Regions from separate parts of the Oryctolagus cuniculus genome. Here region 1 is linked to region 2. A link is a contact called in public Hi-C data. All regions are on one chromosome and are shown on one strand. Each heading gives the region's core, a stretch centred on a gene start, on an enhancer-like site or on the middle of the called end of the contact. The rest is flanking DNA. Distances are from core to core; before and after follow the strand shown. Region 1 holds the start of TAC4 (tachykinin precursor 4). Region 2 holds the start of NXPH3 (neurexophilin 3).

The links. A called contact is a pair of places that touch in the nucleus more often than the background predicts.
Region 1: a Hi-C map of an unstated tissue shows a contact between it and region 2, with 4 times the contacts expected there. The contact joins the promoter of TAC4 here to the promoter of NXPH3 in region 2. A contact is called at or near these places in 3 of 6 Hi-C or Micro-C datasets (ear pinna, skin fibroblasts and an unstated tissue).

Annotation. Positions count from the first base shown.
Region 1 is chr17:25,849,545-25,854,754 of mOryCun1.1, reverse strand. It overlaps TAC4 (tachykinin precursor 4), which reads left to right and starts at 3,598. Exons shown (of 4, transcript NM_001082165.1): 1 at 3,598-3,720. The coding sequence starts at 3,598.
Region 2 is chr17:25,587,532-25,592,902 of mOryCun1.1, reverse strand. NXPH3 (neurexophilin 3) reads right to left here and starts at 3,188. Exons shown (of 2, transcript XM_070060026.1): 1 at 2,656-3,188; 2 at 1-462. The coding sequence starts at 2,709.

The sequences.
Region 1 (5,210 bases), core at 2,349-4,848, 260 kb before region 2:
GGCCTTCCGGAACTTGGGGGTTTTCTCTCCCTTCTTCCTGCCGCCCTCTCCTCTCTGCCCCGTGCCCCCCGCCGCGCGCCCACCACATCCTGCACGGGCGGGGGTTGGAGGGCGGCGGACGGACACGAGCCAGGCCCGGAGCCCAGCGCCGAGGTCCACGACCACAATCAAGCAAGGACTCAACCAGGCTCGGTGCTAAGGGGCTCAGGTCCTCCACTAGCACTTTCCCAATGGAAAGCTATCCCCCCCCCCGGGGGGGGGCAGGGCTGGGTGGGGGTCTGGGAAGTCTTAGTATGAACTAAGCCAGTGTGCCTTAGTTTCCCTGTCTGTAAAACAAAGGGGATGAAACTCGGCTCCCAGCAAGGAAGCACTTGTTAACAGTGGAAAACTCCCAATAGAATGTGAGACCTTGGGCTTCCGGGGGGGAGAGGGGGGCAGGGTGACTGCCCACAGCCCCAGCACATGCTGGGTGGGACCTGCGCTAAGCCAGGGACGTCAGCATTTTAGCAAAGGCAGGGTTTCCGAAGCCATCTGGTTTGCAACTCATCAAAGAGCTTCCTGGAAGGGGGTGAGTGGTGTACGGCGCTCCTACCCTAACCCTCAGCACTTGTCTGTATTCATCTCGGCTTCGTGGCTGTCACAGCCTCCCTCTCAAAGAGCTCACGGCATAATCAGCTACCACTGGGCTGAGGGGCAGAGCTGCGCCCCGCCCAGCTGGCCTGGCTGAGAAAAGCCAAGGCGCGCACCTCCTTCCTGGCTCAGTGAGCAGAGGGGAGCCCAGGGTTCCCCTCTACTCACCCTCAGATGCAGGGTATCAGCTGCACAACCCCTGCAAAGCCACAAGAGATAGAAGGGGAGGTTTCTGGAAAGGGAACCAATTTTAATTCTTGCTGGAGGCAGGGAGAGAGGAAAACTCAGCCAAAGAGGTAAGCATCAAGCTGGCCCCTTAAGGACGAGTAGGAGTTCTCTAGGAGGAAGGGGAGGTCCCAGCAGAGGCAAGCTTTGGGGTGGGAAGTGGCAGCTTGTCCTGGGAGCAGAGCGGGTGCCTGGGACAGAGAATGAAGGGCACACCCTCCCCTGGCCACCACCTCCAGGGTGCCAGCTACAGATCTGCATAAAGCTTATCTGCCAATCCGAGGTCTCCTCACCTCCTGCTGTGATCTGCCCCAGGACAGGGACAGTGTCTCACCTGGTGTCCATAGCACTAACAATTATAGCCAAGGGCCATTAGATATACACCATCACACACTGCCGTGGGCTCCACTGCATTCTCGCTTCATCCTCAAGCTTTGGAAACAGACTGCTATTAATTTTTTTTAGATATTTATTTTATTTATTTGAAAGGTAGAGTTACAGAGAGAACCATCCACTAGTTTACTCCCCCAATAGCTGCAATGGCCAGAGCTGGGCCAAGTCAAAGCCAGGAGCTTCTTCTGGGCCTCCCACGTGGATGCAGGGGCCCAAGCACATGGGCCATCCTCTGCTGCATTCCCAGGCGCATTAGCAGGGAGCCAGATCAGAAGTGGAACAGCCGAGACTCGAACCAGCACCCATATGGGATGCTGGTGCTGCAGTCCAGGGCTTTACCCTGCTGTGCCACAGCACTAGCCGCAACAGGTGCTATTATTAATCCTGGTTTACAGATGAGAAGGGTTAAGCAAAGTGCCAAAGGTGGGGTGGTGGGCTGCAGGTGGAAGTCTCTGACCACGAAGCCCTTGTTTTAGACTGATGGATAGATGGAAAGATGGATGAACTCGATGGAGAGGAGAGAAAGAGGAAATGAACAAGACCATGAACGTCATGCTAGGAATTTGGAAATAAACTCAAGGCAATAGAGAGACATTGGGAAGTCGTAAGCAGGAGAGACAGCTCAGGTGAGGGATTTCGAAGATCGTTTTGACAACGCGGGCACTGTGGCTCAATGTGTTGTCACTGCTTGGGACACACACGTCCCTATCTGAGTATCTGGAATGCAGTCCCACCTCCACTTCCAATCCTGCGAATGCGCCTGCCTGAGAGGAAGCAGATAATGGCCTGAATACTTGCGTCTCTGCCACCTCGGGGGGGGGGGGGGGGGGGACCCAAATGGAGATCCTGGCTCCTGGCTCCTGGCTTAAGCTTGGCCCAGCCCCAGCTGTTACAGCCATTTGGGGAGTGAACCAGCGGATGGAAGATAACTCTCTCTCTTTCTCTCTCTCTCTGCCTTTCAAATAATAAAGAACATAAAAAAGATAAAGAAAAGAAACATCATTTGGAGCCAATGACATTGGAGGTAAGAGGTCATTTTTTTCTGGCAAATCTCAGTTACCACCTGTGAGAAGCCACATTTATTTTTTTAAAAATTTATTAATTTTATTTGAAAGGCAGAAAGACAGAGAGAGAAGGAGATCTTCCATCTGCTGGTTCACTGCCCAGATGCCTGCAACAGCCAGGGCTGAGCCCCAAAGCCAGGAGCCCAGCCTACAGCCTCATCTGTGTCTCCCTGGTGGGCGGCAGGAGCTCAACCACTGGAGCCATCACCTGCTGCCTCCCAGGCCGTGTGTTAGCAGGAAGCTGGGTCAGAAGCGGAGCCAGGAGTCCAACCCAAGGATGACAAGTGGCATCTCAACTGCTGGGCCATTTCTTTAAGTACGGTGTCCTTTCTCCTAGGGCAAGGCTTTTTTTTTTTTTTTTTTTTTTTTTTTTTTTTTGACAGGCAGAGTTAGACAGTAAGAGAGAGAGACAGAGAGAAAGGTCTTCCTTCCGTTGGTTCACCCCCCAAATGGCCACTACGGCCAGTGTGCTGCACCGATCCGAAGCCAGGAGCCAGGTGCTTCCTCCTGGTCTCCCATGTGGGTGCAGGGCTCAAGCACTTGGGCCATCCTCCACTGCACTCCCTGGCCACAGCAGAGAGCTGGACTGGAAGAGGAGCAACCGGGTCAGAATCCAGCGCCCCAACTGGAACTAGAACCTGGGGTGCTGGTGCCGCAGGCGGAGGATTAGCCAAATGAGCCGCGGTGCTGGCCTAAGACACATATTTTTAAGCACACATAGGAAGTTACTGATGGAGAATGCTGAAGAAGAGGAGGCTCAGAAACAGCAAGTGGAGACAAGTGGTGGATTCTAGCTAAGCTGTGTATGGGAGAGCAGAGCACCTGGAAGGGAGCTGCCACACAGGCCATGATGAGGAGGCTCCCTTGGGGTTTGCAGCCAGGGTGCTGGACGCTTCCGGCCCCACACACTGCCCCATTGTGCACCTGCCACTGGAATGCAGCCAAAGGTGAGGCAGGTGTTGCAACAGAGTGTTAAGCCTGGGATCAAATGTTAGGGGGAGGCAGGGGGAGGGTCTGACCCCTTCTTCTGAGCAGCTTCGCTACCATTGGCCTTTCCAGCGGAGGGGGGGGCACAGGCAACATGGTGGGGTGGGGTGGGGTGGGGAGGCCAGGAGTGTTAGATAAGCTGAAGGAAGCGAGCAGGATAGCTGGGAGGACCAGAGAGCAGGGGGAGCGTGCCCCTCCTACACTCGAGCAACCCAAGGGCAGCCCAGAGCCTGCTGAAGGTGGCGTCTTAAGGCCAAGGGGGGCTCCCAGAGGGTCCCAGGGCAGAGCAGTGCTCACCATGCCGTCCAGCGTTACCTTGCTCCTCCTGATGGGGCTGTCTGTGTGCACCTCGGCTGAGGATGGTGGAGAGGAACAGACACTGGGCGCTGAAGCAGGACCCTGGGTAACCGTGACCCTGGAGGTATGCTGGGGAGAGGCTCAGACCAAGGAAGGGGGTGATCCATGCTGGAGGGGTCGCAGAGGTTGCCAGGGGAGCAGATTGTGTGTGTGTGCTGCACACTGGGTTTAGGTTCAAGCCACACGGGAGCAGCAGTGTGTGTGTGTGTTGGGGGGGCAGTGGGGTAGGGATGGCGGCATTTAAAAAACACTTTAGCACATGCTATGTACCTGGCACTGCCGCGTAACACTGTGTATAAATGCTAGCTTATCATGTTTATAAATGCTAGTCCTCATGTCGACCTCAAGGGTGGGAACCGTGACATTTCCATCGCACAGAGTGGTCAGACTGCTTGCCCAAAGCTGCAGAGCTTCCAAAACAACCACACGCTTTGCCCGAGGACTTGTTCTGTGCGTCTGTGCCTCAGAGTTTCCGGAATTTGCTCAGGGCATCAACTTGAGGCAGGACTGCAGGTTTGTCTCACATGGGGAAATTCTTTAGATTTCCTGACAAGGACTGGCTCGTGGTCTCTCCTACTGACCTGAGTACTGCCAGTGGGGAGAGACCTAAGGTTGGAGACCCAGCATCCACACCAGCCCCTAACCCTGCCCGGAGCTCTGATGGCTCAGAACCGGGTGACGAAGAGCCCAACTTATGGGAGTTCCCAACCAGACAGCGACAGAGACGGGACACAGACACAGGGAAGTAAGAGACTGGTGCCCAGCGAAGGTGTCCACGGGGCCAGGGCTCGGCCTGGCTTCTCCCGTTCCCATGGTTGGGGAGCACACTGGGGCTGGCCTTGGCTTGTGGTCCGAGGGCCACGGTGAGGCCCCCTGGAAGCTCTTAGAAACGGGGCCAAGGCAAGAACCAAGCATGGACGGCCATGCACGGCAAACTTCCTTTTTGGTTTGTCCTTGAGAGTGTGCACAGGTAGAAGGCAGCCTGGCTGGGAGACCTGGGTTCAGACCTCGACTTCTGCACTGCCTCCTGCAGTTTCCTGGCCTGCAAATTTGGGGAGAGGGGAGATGATCCCCCAGGCTTTTCTCAAGCTTTGATACGCTTCGCAGGGTCAGTGCCTGTCCCGGCCCAGAGACAGAGCAGGCAGCTCAGGGCAAGGTCGTGGAAAGCGTCATTAGCAACGGGAACTAGCACTGCTGCCCCTCCCCCCCACACACACCCCGCCCTGGCAAGCTCCTCACTCTGCAGTCGTGGCTAAGCCTTACTCTCAGTTCACTTCCTTTAAGGTCCTGGTGCTTCCCAAGATGGAGGGCAGGGGATACGGGAGGAGAGACTCACCACCTGCAGCTATTGGGTTGCTAAGCACTCATACAAACCAAGTGCCGAGGTGACGGTTGGGATGGGAGCACCTTCCGGGACGATCTGGCAGCCTCCCTGGCTCTCGGGCCTCCCTGCCTGCCGCCAGCCCTGGAGCTGGGGATTTGGGTTTCGGGGTACAGAGGGGTGGGTGTGGCTCCTGATGGCCTCCTAGCCCATGGGCAGGAAAGGGTCAGGCC
Region 2 (5,371 bases), core at 1,939-4,438:
GATCTTGGAGGCCTTGGCTTCGATGAAGATCTGCTGCTCCTGGTGGAACTCTACAGCTTTGCTGGGGGGCACGAGACTGATGGAGATGTTGCCCTGGCCCGTGGCGTTGTGGCGGAAGTGGACGCTGAAGGTCCCGTTGCCGTGGTCCACTATCTTCCCCGTGACCAGCAGGTTCAAGGCCACCGTCTTGATGTTAGAGTAGAAGTCGCCCCAGCCAAAGATTTTCTTCACCTTGGCCGAGGGTGAAGGGCTGTGGCTCGGGCGGTTGGGGGGCTGCCCAAGGACCCCCCAAGCTTCTCCAGGAGGAGCCAGCAGCCCTAGGAGCGTGGGGTTGGCCACGGGGCGGGACTTCGGTGAGATGTGGCCCCGCTTCCGAGGCATCCGGGGCCGGGGGTGGCCCTCGTGGTCGTCGTGGTCAGGGTCCTCCGAGCCAGGGGGGCCGTCATCCTGGCCACAGATGACCTAAGGAGGGCATTGAGAGTGAGAGCCTTGTCCTAGGCAGGGCCCAGTGCTCTCCCACCCCCGCTGGCAGCCTCTCCATTCTGATTTGGGGAGGGGGGGCGCATGCTGGGGTCAGGTGCGCGCTCTGGCTCAGGTCCTGGTCCCGTCTCCTGTTCTGACACTCAGGTCACCCCACCTCTGCTTCCCAGAGCCCTGTCTCAGGCCACTGGTCAAGGTCTGAAAGACTGGGAATTCCCTCCACTGGCCTGTGGTACGAGGACACATGGCCCCTACCCTGGGGGAACTCCCAGTCTGATGGAGGAGGCTCACTTCCTGCTCTTGGAAGAGTCCCCATCTGATGACAGACGCATCATCCCTGAGCTTAGAGTCCCCAGTCTGATAGGAGAGGCAGTGACTCTGCCAAGGTGAAGTTCGTAGGCTGATGGGGGCGTTAGGCTCTCTGCCTGCAGGAGCCCTGAGTCAGATAGGGGAGCCCCAACCCTAGGCTGGGGGAGCCCCTAGTTTGACAGGGGGGGAACAGCTCCTGCTTTGGGGGACTCCCATCCCTACTCCAGGATAACGTCTACTCTGGGATACCAGGAGAAGCGGCAGACAATGACATAAGAAAGCAGTGAAAAGACGAGGGAGAGACCAGGAGTGAACCCGCGCCCGGGCCAGCCGCGGGGTGGAAAGACAGACGCTTCTCTGGGGAGCCCTGACCGCGACACGATGCTCCTTGCAGCACAAGGAAGGAGTCCTTGCTGTCCCCACTTCCCAGCTCCATCTCTCCGAGGCTGAGGTCACATAGGGTCAGCCCTCCCAGTAACACACACTCCGGCCTCATGGGCCAGATGCGGCTTTTTTAAAAACCAAGTTTTATCCGAGCCCTGTCGCCTTGGCGTCTCCTGGAAACTCAGCTGACAGGTCCCACCTGGGAAGGCTGGAGCAGCCGGCTTGACAGAGCTGAGCTTGGGGACAGCTCTGCAGGGCGAAAGGGACTTTCCTTTCTCCTGGGGGCGGTGGCCTGGTTGTGTCTTTGCTCAGCTTTTCAAGGAGTCCTGGCCCTCTGGTCTGTGCTTCTAGCACCAGGGCATGGCGCTGGGCAGCAGGCAGTGACCTCCGGGTGTGCATGGGGGGTGCGAGGGGTCTTCGCACCCCTTTCTGGCTTTGGCTGTGCCTGCAGATGTATGCTGTGGCCCAGCGGTCTCTGCCCCCATGGCCAGGGCTGGCCTTGCCTCTCAGGCCCCAGCGCTGGGCCCGGGGGACAGCGGCCAAGGGAGGCTCTTGGGGCTGGGCTCCCGGCTGCAGACCTGTCTGTACGTGGCCCGGGAGGTCACAGCGCGGAGCGCTGGAGGACCGAGAAAAAGGCCACAAGTGGGGACAGGAGAAGGGGAGGGCTCTCCCCACGGCGGACCGCAAGGCGGATTATTGTTTTGAGAGCAGGGGCAGATCCAGATGTGCCGGTAGGGCTTCTCCATGGCAGGACTGGGGCGGGAGGTGGAGACGGGCGTTGGCGGCCGCTGGGTCGGAGGGGAGTGAAGCCACGGGCAGGGGTCGGGGTGGGGCTCCCCGGCGTCCAGGGCCGCCAGGGAGCCGCGAGCCTATGCTCGGGGAGCGCGCTCTGGGCGCTCCGCTCCGCTGCCGCGAGCACCCGGGGCGGGAGCCGCCTGCCCGGGTCCTGTGGGGCTCGGGCTGCGCGCAGCCGGGAGAGGAGAGGAAAACAACAGGCGGGGAGGGCGGGAGCGCGAGGCAGGCGGGCGGGAGGGACGCGGGGCCGCCCCCGCCTGGACCCGCCGCGCGCACGGGGGCACCCAGAGCCCGGGGGTCAGGGGAGAAGCCTCTGCCCCCGGACGCGGCAGGTCCCCGGCTCCACGCCCCTCGCCGCCCGCCTTCCGCGCGTCCCGGGGCGCCGGGCAGGGGGGTCGAGCAACCCGTGGCGACCCAGCTTCGGGCCTTTCCCGCGGCGCCTGTCGCACCTCCCGCCACCAGGCGCGGAGTGGGTGGGCCAGCCACGCACCCGCTCCCCGCCCCTATTAACCCTTTCCGTCCAGCCTCCGGCCTCGGACCCGCCCTCTCCCCCAGCCGCCTGTCCTCCCCCTCCGTCCCCGGGATGCCGGGGGAAGGGAGAAAGTTTCAGGGCTCGGCAGCTTCCCGCGCTCTCCCCGGATCGTGCGGGCCCCCGCCCCTCGGCGCAGCTCCCCGCGGGCCACTCACCAGGTACAGGCTGCCCTGCACTAAGAACACGAAGCAGCAGCGGGTCAGTTGCATCTTCCTCCTTGCTCGCCTCTTCTGCCTTCGGGGTCCCAGGCGCCGTCCTCCCCTTCCTGCGCCTTCAGGCGCGCCGGCCCATGCTCCGGGTCCCGGCGGCTCGCGGCCCTCGGCTCAGCCAGTAGCCCAGGACCGACCCCGCCCCCTTCGATCCAGCTGTGCAGCCGCCGCCCCCTCCCCAGGTCCAGCTGCGCGCGGCGCGGGCCCTGCTCGAAGTCCCAGATGTGCGCCCCGAGCGCCTCGAAGGGCCCCAGCTGCTCGGCGGCTCCGCCGCCCCAGCTCGGCGCTCGGCGCCCCCCTCGGCTCCAGCGGCGCCGCTCTCGCCCAGATGTGCTGGGGACCTGCGCGCGCGCCCGTCCCCGGTGCTAATTCCCCAGACCAGACGGCCCCTCCCGCCCCGTCGTGGCGCGCCCCCTGGCGGACGCCCCGCGCCGCGCTGCGTCCCTGTCGCCCGTTCCCCGCGCTGCGCCCTGCCAGACTGGAGCGCTCTGGGCGCCCCGGCGACTCCCGCTTCCTCGTCCCTCCCACCGGCGGCGGCGGCGGCGGCAGGTACAGTGAGCCCAGCCGGTACCTCCGGAGTTAACTCCTCCCCTGCCGGCCCGCAGCACGGGCGCCTAGGACACTGGCTGTCCAGCCCTAAACGGGCAGGACGCCAGGCCGGGGAAGTCTTGGCCGAGGCAGGGAGAGGACGGTGGCCGGGGTGGTAGGAGCTCTACCTTTTTCACGCTTCTTGCGGGTGGCCCATTCTCCCGTGGCGGGCATCGGGAACCTGCTAGCCTGCCCCCCCCCCCCGCCCGGCGCGCCCCAGGAGTCCTGGAATTCGGACAGATCCGTTTTTCCAAACCCATTCTAAGAGGTGAATAAGGGCATCTCCCTGATCCTGGCCTGTTCCCTCAGCTACGTGTCCATAGGACTTGCTTTCTTGCAGAGGGAAGTTCTCCTAGGTGTCTAGCCTGCTCTCCTTTTGCTGTCACGTCCGTTCCTTTCCTCTACCTTATTCGGAGGGCCCTGGAGAATCCCTGGACCTTCGCAGACCAGTGGCCAAGGCAGGAAGCATGTGGCTGGGGCCCTGGACTCTCTCTCTCCGAGAGAGCTGCTCTGGGTTCTGGGGCCGGGGTTGGGGCTGGCCTCTGGAGAAGCTGGGCAGGGGCGGGCGGGGGTGGGGGCGGACAAGGGCTCCTGGGCCGGCTGTCCCTCCATCCCTCATGTGACATGGACATCACCCGGCTGAAGGGGGCCTGTGTCCCCGTGAGTTCCTGGATATCTCTGGGCTCTGCAGACCACCAAGCCAAGGAGGAAGAACAAGCCTCTGACCTGGGGTCTTCAGAGGTGGGGTGGGGGTGCCTCCTCCTCCTCCCCACTCCTCCAGGTCTCCTTCCTGGAATTCCAGGGTCTCTTTAGTCCTTAGAAGAAAAAATCAAGTCCCAGCACCCTTGGAGGCTGTGAGACGAGCAGGTACCCCAGCATCTGGCTTGGTTTCAGCCTGGGTGGGACCCTCGGGGCCCAGTGGGCGCTCTGCCCTGTGGCCCTCCAAGGCCCAGCTTGGTCCCTGGCTGCAGCCCCCAGCACACACCCAGCCTCCTCCCCCACCATCTGCCAGGCGGGTGCGCTGGGAATGCAGATGAATCTTAATATCAGCCTGGGCCAAGTGCGATGAGGGAGACAGAATCTGCAGAACCCAGACAGCACCGCAGAGCCCCCTGCGTTCCCAGGCCCCCGGGGCCACACCAGGGTGCAGCAGCAATTCCCTGGTGTTGGCGGGGGGGTGGTCCAGCCCCAGACATCCCCCCCCCCAAGCCAGGGGAGGAAGGAACAGGTAAATCCTTGTGTGGCCTCTGAGCCTCTGGTCCGGCTGGGAGGAAGGAGCCTGAGCGTGGGCAGCTGGGCCGGCACTCAGCCAGGCAGAGGCAGAGCGGGGCCCACTCCTGTCCATTCCAGAAGGTCCTGTCCCCAGGAGGGCGGTGTGGCCCGGCAGATAGCTCAGTGTTCAGGCCAGACAGCCCCCGATTCCATTCCACACCTGGACCTGCTGTGTGACCTTGGGCAGGTGACTGAGGTTCTCGGATGCCAGTTTCCTGATCTGTTGTTGCAAGAACAGAGTGGAGACAAGATGTGCAAACGAAGCGCAGGCACAATGGCTGGCAGGCAGTCGTAGGAGTTCTCGCTTTGCCACTTCCCACACATTTGCTCTGGCTGCTCCTCCTGCCAGACTTGCCCTCACGCCCCTCTTGGCCATTCCTGGCTCTCACTTCCTTCAAGTCTCAGCTCCGCATTCATCCATCAAACGCTGGCTGAGCCTGTCCTCCATGCCAGGCGCCAGGCCAGGGGCTGGGATGCAGAGATGAATGGGACACTGAACCTGCCCTCCAGGATCTCACCGGCTGGTGTGGAGCAGAGACATGAAATCGATCATTGTAATCCGCAGTATGTGGAGTAGCAGGTGCTTGAGGTCCTCGTACAAGGCGTCATGGATGCTCCGTGGAAGGTGGGGCCAGGGAGAGGGGGTCGGAGATGGCTTCCTGGAGGAGGTGGCACCAGAGCCGTGAGGGCTCAGCCAGGCAAGGACTACGGCTGGCAGGGGGCACAGGATGAGCCAGGGATGGGGGCTGAGAACTGAGAGCAGTTTGCTGTTGCTGGAGCCAAGAGTGGGGAGGGGGTCAGC